Regions from separate parts of the Mus musculus genome. Here region 2 is linked to region 1. The links are chromatin contacts, called in public HiChIP or PLAC-seq maps. All regions are on one chromosome and are shown on one strand. Each heading gives the region's core, a stretch centred on a gene start, on an enhancer-like site or on the middle of the called end of the contact. The rest is flanking DNA. Distances are from core to core; before and after follow the strand shown. Region 1 has its middle 50 kb from the start of Gm33337. Region 2 has its middle 29 kb from the start of Gm33624.

Region 1 (2,700 bases), core at 142-2,641:
GACTTGCGGGAACACTTCGCTGATCGGCTCAAGTTCTGTAATAAGGATTGTTAAGCAACTAGAGAAGAAACCGCACAATCACCTATGGTGATTCAGATTTTGATTGTGATCACGGGACTCTTGTTCGGATGGATCGTCTTCTCGTAGATATGTCAGTTTCCTTCACCACAGTCTGTCTCTACACTTCATTTTCCTTTCTATGTTTTCCTGGTATCTATCTGAAGTTCTCGAGCTGTGGTCCTTTGTCCCCAAAGACAAGCAGCTAGCTATAAGTACTGTCCATGCCAGGGCACAGGTTGGACCTTCCCTAGGTGGCTGCCTCAGCATGTCCTGTTCCTCAGAGACCTCTCTTTGCTATTTTGGTATCTACACAGTATCCCCCTCCCCTCCCCTCCCCCTCCCCTCCCCCTCCCCTCCCCCTCCCCTCCCCCTCACCTCCCCCTCCCCTCCTCCTCCCCCTCCCCCTCCCCTCCTCCTCCCCCTCCCCCTCCTCCCTCTCCCTCCCTCTCCCTCCCTCCCTTGTTCCATCCTTCTTTCATTTATTTATTTTTCCTTCCAATACTGGATTCAGCCGACAGTAGTAACAGGGACTCTCCCACTGCAGAATGGTATCTCTAGCCTTGCTCATTTTAATGCCCCTTTCCAAACAGCTATGTCTTCCCAGTTTGGTTGCAATGGGTTTCTCAGCAAAACAAAACAAAACAAAACAAAACAAAACAAAACAAAACACCCTACCTCACCACCTAGCACCTTTGGTTTTGAAGTGGCTTATTTACAGTTACAACCTATATGGCAGGCAGTCTTTTTCTTGGTGCTTATGTGTGGATGTTTATATATGACTGTCTCAAAAAAGGGATTAGCAAAAAAGCTAAGGTAGATTTGGGATCTAGCCTAATGCTAATGTGTCCATTCGTGCTTTTGAATACATGTGGCTCATCTTAGGCCATGATCCATTCTCCCCGGGCTCCCTATCCTTGCCACTAAGAGGGAAGCACAGATAGCTTGGTTGACAATGCTGTCCCTGAGAATTCGTTCCTAACAGGTGTTAGTTAGGCAAGCTAAGAGGATGGCATTGCAAAAGGTGCTTAATGAGTGAAATGCACCGTGGGGATGTTACCAGCAATGAGCAGCAACCAGTCCGCTTGAGTTGACACTTAGCACAGTTTCCTGAATTTTAATGGTCATTTGTAAAGACCACTTACAATGGAAGTTTAATTTTAATGATGACTCCAGTGTCTCAGCAGTAGGCAAGAAAAGCTCTTTATCCAAACCCTAAGGAGGTGGTATAGGCAGTTGGGGAAACACAGCAGGTGGGTTTGTTAGGCTTGGCTCTGTGGTCAGGACTCTGGTTAGAGGCTTAGCTCCAGACCACACTGCTTCTGGGGATATGCGGTGCTTCTAACTTTTGTAAACTTCCGTTTCCTCCTATAAGAAGAGAACAAGTGTGCTACACACACTCCACTATATGAAAGGATTCGTGCAGAGGACTAAGCCCAGTGGAGGTCACTGTATAAAAGATGGAGTGGTACTTAGTACTTCTGTGGGGGGGAAGAGGCTTTGACTTCATTACTATCCTATGTTGGAGAAATTCTTTATGACATGACTTGCTTTTAATTTAATTTTATTTGTAATTCACTTTTTACACTCCCTATTCCATTCCCCGCTCCTCCCATCCACTCTCCGTCTACTCCACATCTCACACCTCCCCCCACCCCACCCCGTCTCCACGTGGATGCCCTCACCCCCCACCCCACCTGACCTCTAAACTCCCTGGGGCCTCCAGTCTCTCGAGGATTAGGTGCACCATCTCTGTATGAACACAGACCCAGCAATCCTCTACTGTATGTGTGTTGGGGGCCTCATATCAGCTGCTGTATGCTGCCTGTTTGGTGGTCCAGTGTTTGAGAGCTCTAGGGGGTCCAGATTAATTGAGACTGCTGGTCCTCCTACAGGGTTGCCCTCCTCCTCAGCTTCTTTCAGCCTTCCCTAATTCAACAAGAGGGGTCCATTGTTTGGGTGTAAATAACTCCACCTGACTCTTTCAGCTGCTTGTTGGGTCTTTCAGAGGGCAGTCATGATAGATTCCTTTCTGTGAGCACTCCATAAGCCTCAGTAATAGTGTCAGGCCTTGGGACCTCCCCTTGAGCTGGATCCCACTTTGGGCTTGTCGCTGGACCTTCTTTTTCTCAGGCTCCTCTCCATTTTCATCCCTGTAATTCTTTCAGACAGAAACAGTTATGGGTCAAAGGTGTGACTGTGGGATGGCAACTTCACTGATGTCCTGTCTTCCTGCTGAAGGTGGGCTCTATAAGTTCCCTCTCCCTACTGTCGGGTGTTTCATCAAAGGTCCCTCTCTATGAGTCCTGGCCACTGTGCTGTTACAGAACTGTCCAGACATTGGATGCTTCTTTTCTGACCTTCCTATGCGACTAGAATGATCATGTGGCTAAGGTTTAGCTGATCCAAGCCCAGACATAGGATTGGAGTCAGGAGTTACAGCAACAAAGGAGCTGGGATGAGCAATGCATCCCAGTGGTAACAGTAGCAGGGACAGCCAGTGTGTTCTGTGAGACAGGAACGCTTAGACAACGCTGTGGAGGCTTCCAGAGTTGTCTCTGGCAGGATCACAGCAAGCTGTGGTGAGCAGGGAACAGTGTGAGCAGCAGGTCAGCCCTGGGCGGGATTTATAGCAGGGCATGC
Region 2 (2,700 bases), core at 83-2,582, 310 kb before region 1:
AACACCACAGAAATGTTTCCTTCTCCCCAGAGGCTTGGGAGAACTTCTATTGCTTCGAAGAGCACAGAGCTAGTCTTTCTCCTACCCCTAGTGGAGACTTGGCTACCTGCCTGTCGCAGCAGGAGTGCTCGTCTCTCTTCAGCGCATGCGCAAGGGTCTCCTGCTTGCGCAGCCCCAGGTGTGACCCAAAGCCAGCGCAGAAGGAGCCCAGCTGTGTCTCAGCTTTCCAGGCCCCAGGGAGGGGTCACGGCTTCCGACTTCCGACTTTGGCAGCTGAGCCTTGTTGAAGGTCTGCTTCTTTGCTGTAGCCTCTTCCCAAGCCAGCTGTCATGGTCCTGAGGTCAGGAAGAAGCGACCTCTCATTGTGCTGCGAGAGGTGGCCCCTTGCTGAAGAAGGCTGTTCTGGTCTCCAGCATGGTCCCCTGTGACTTAGTACTTAGTGGGACTGAGGCTGCAGTTCTTGGCTTTTGCTGGGTCTTTTCTGTCTTAGAGCCTTCACACACAGGGGACATTCAGAACACGGGACATTCAGAACACTGGGGACATTCAGAACACATCAGAGGAGTTGAGAAGGTGGGGCAAAGGAGCAGCTTCCATTCTCATCTGCAAAATGGGGACAGTGACAGTCTCAACTGAGATGAGATGAGAACTGGAAACAGGACATGAAATAAATAATCCTTGTCACATAAGCTTTCAGTATAATTTCTTTCTTTCTTTCTTCTTCTTCTTCTTCTTCTTCTTCTTCTTCTTCTTCTTCTTCTTCTTCTTCTTCTTCTTCTTCTTCTTCTTTTCCTTCTCCTTCTCCTTCTTCTTCTTTTCTCCTTCCTTCCTTCCTTCCTTCCTTCCTTCCTTCCTTCCTTCCTTCCTTCCTTCCTTCCTTCCTTTCTTTCTTTCTTTCTTTCTTTCTTTCTTTCTTTCTTTCTTTCTTTCTTTTTCTGAGCTCAGTTTGGTAGGATCATCACAAAACAAGCCCGGGTAATAACAGGACTCCAGAGAGTAAGTTCTGACCTCCAGAGTCCTGACCCCAAATCTTTCCAGCTTCTGACACAAGCAAGATGTTGAACCTTTCTGTCTCCAGGTTTTCCTCTGAGCCCTCTCCTGGGAAGCTGTAAGAGCTGAGATAACACAGTTCAGGGCTAAGGGCAACACTTGGCAATAAGGAAGTAGCAGCCACTAGTTGAGGAGCTGTAGAAGGACCGAGAAGGGAGGTGCATGGGCTAGATCCCCGTCAAGAAAGCTTCCTGAGGGAGCAGCCATCCAAGCAAGGCAAGCACACGTGCGCCAGACAGCACCAGGTGCACAGGCTGTGGATGCCTGTGAGACAGAACAGCAAAGACAACGCCCAAGGCAGTAAAAGCCCTTCGAACCGGAAATGCCTAAAGGGGGCTCAGACAGTGAATGTGGAGAGTTTTCTGGGTCCCACCACAGCCAGCAAAGAAGCTGCAACTCTTGATAACTTGGCTGGTTCTACATCAGTGAATCTGAAGGTCGCGCTCTTAGCAGCCTTCATAGTAGGAAACTCAGACCCCATGCACGCTGTGTGCTGTCCTCTGATGCTAATGCGTCCCACCAATTCCGAGGCGTACAGTTGTATCTTTCCTCTAGTCTTTGGGTCAGAGTGCACCTCCCAATTCCAGCCCACCTTGCTGAAGGTCAGGTATCCGAGGCTCCAGGGCCTAACACTTATAGCTTTGGATTCTCAGGTTAAGGATTTGAATAAGACAGAATTTGCAAATTCTTAGGAGGATGCTGTGTGAGCAGCTTGTAGCTCAAGTTCCCTGGGGCTGTGCGATCTCTGCCTGACTGTGCTCACTTCTCATTTCTGCCTGCCCTGAACTGCAAATGCATCATAATCTAACTCCGTGTAGGTGCTTTCTATAAGAGTTCACTGGAGGACATTCAAAGTCTCCTAATGCTAACACCGAGCTTTCCAGTCAGGAACACCTCAAATGTTACAGAAAACAAAATTTGATTCCATCTGTGGATGATCTGTTTAATATCTTCTCATTTCTAAGAAGAAAAAAACCAACCAAACAAACCCAAAGGTTAAAATGATGTTACATGTGGTCTCACACATGTGATGCAGGCAGAGTTCTGAGAATAGAAGGCAGTTTCTGTGTGCCAGACACAAAGGGTTAAATAGAGAACTTGGGGTTTCAGTGACACTGTGGGATGCAGAGAGGGGGACAAGGATGCCTGTGCTGGAGGTCACAGTTTCAATCAATGATGGTTTAAGTGAGTAGGCTCATCTTGGTGGCTTGCCTGGTTGCTGCTCCACTTTTCAGGAGGCTTAGAGAAACCTCATCTGCTGGGCCAAAGCAGGCAGCTCTGGAAAGTTCTCTGGAAGCTACAGAAAATCTCTGCCCTGTCCCTAACATCTGCCTGCAACCGCCTCTGGAAATAGCAACTACTTCCCCTTGCGTCCTGACTTGCAAAGCCACACCAATTCCTCTTGAAGGCAAACTCTAACCTGGATCAGCTGGAAAGGAAACATGAGTCTCTCAGCCTTAGGGTCTCACGAGCGTTGGGCTCGTACCCTAAGGTACTTGGCGGTTTTCATCCTTTAGCAAAGTCTCTGGGGTCGGGTGCACCTTCCACTTGATTTTGTTACCATCCCTGGTTACCTGGATGAAGGCAGGATCTCCCAGAGGTTGTCTTTGCTTTGGTTGGCTATCCAAGGCATACTGCTCTTCCAGATGC

What was found. HiChIP or PLAC-seq counts read pairs in DNA pulled down with a chosen protein or histone mark.
Region 2: a RAD21 HiChIP or PLAC-seq map of pro-B cells shows a contact between it and region 1, with 4 times the contacts expected there. The contact joins two enhancer-like sites. A contact is called at or near these places in 2 of 15 datasets of contacts at CTCF or cohesin (large pre-B cells and pro-B cells), 1 of 115 datasets of contacts at active chromatin or transcription factors (large pre-B cells) and 1 of 9 other capture datasets (embryonic stem cells).

The regions. Positions count from the first base shown.
Region 1 is chr10:118,664,867-118,667,566 of GRCm38.p6, reverse strand. No RefSeq gene overlaps it. Among named protein-coding and RNA genes, the nearest start is that of Gm33337, 50 kb to the left of the region's middle. Within about 2 kb of position 1,391, at least 12 of the 459 cell types and tissues checked have an H3K27ac peak or open chromatin away from gene starts, as enhancers often do. A contact at or near this core is called in pro-B cells, where this site is marked.
Region 2 is chr10:118,977,018-118,979,717 of GRCm38.p6, reverse strand. No RefSeq gene overlaps it. Among named protein-coding and RNA genes, the nearest start is that of Gm33624, 29 kb to the left of the region's middle. Within about 2 kb of position 1,332, at least 36 of the 459 cell types and tissues checked have an H3K27ac peak or open chromatin away from gene starts, as enhancers often do. A contact at or near this core is called in pro-B cells, where this site is marked.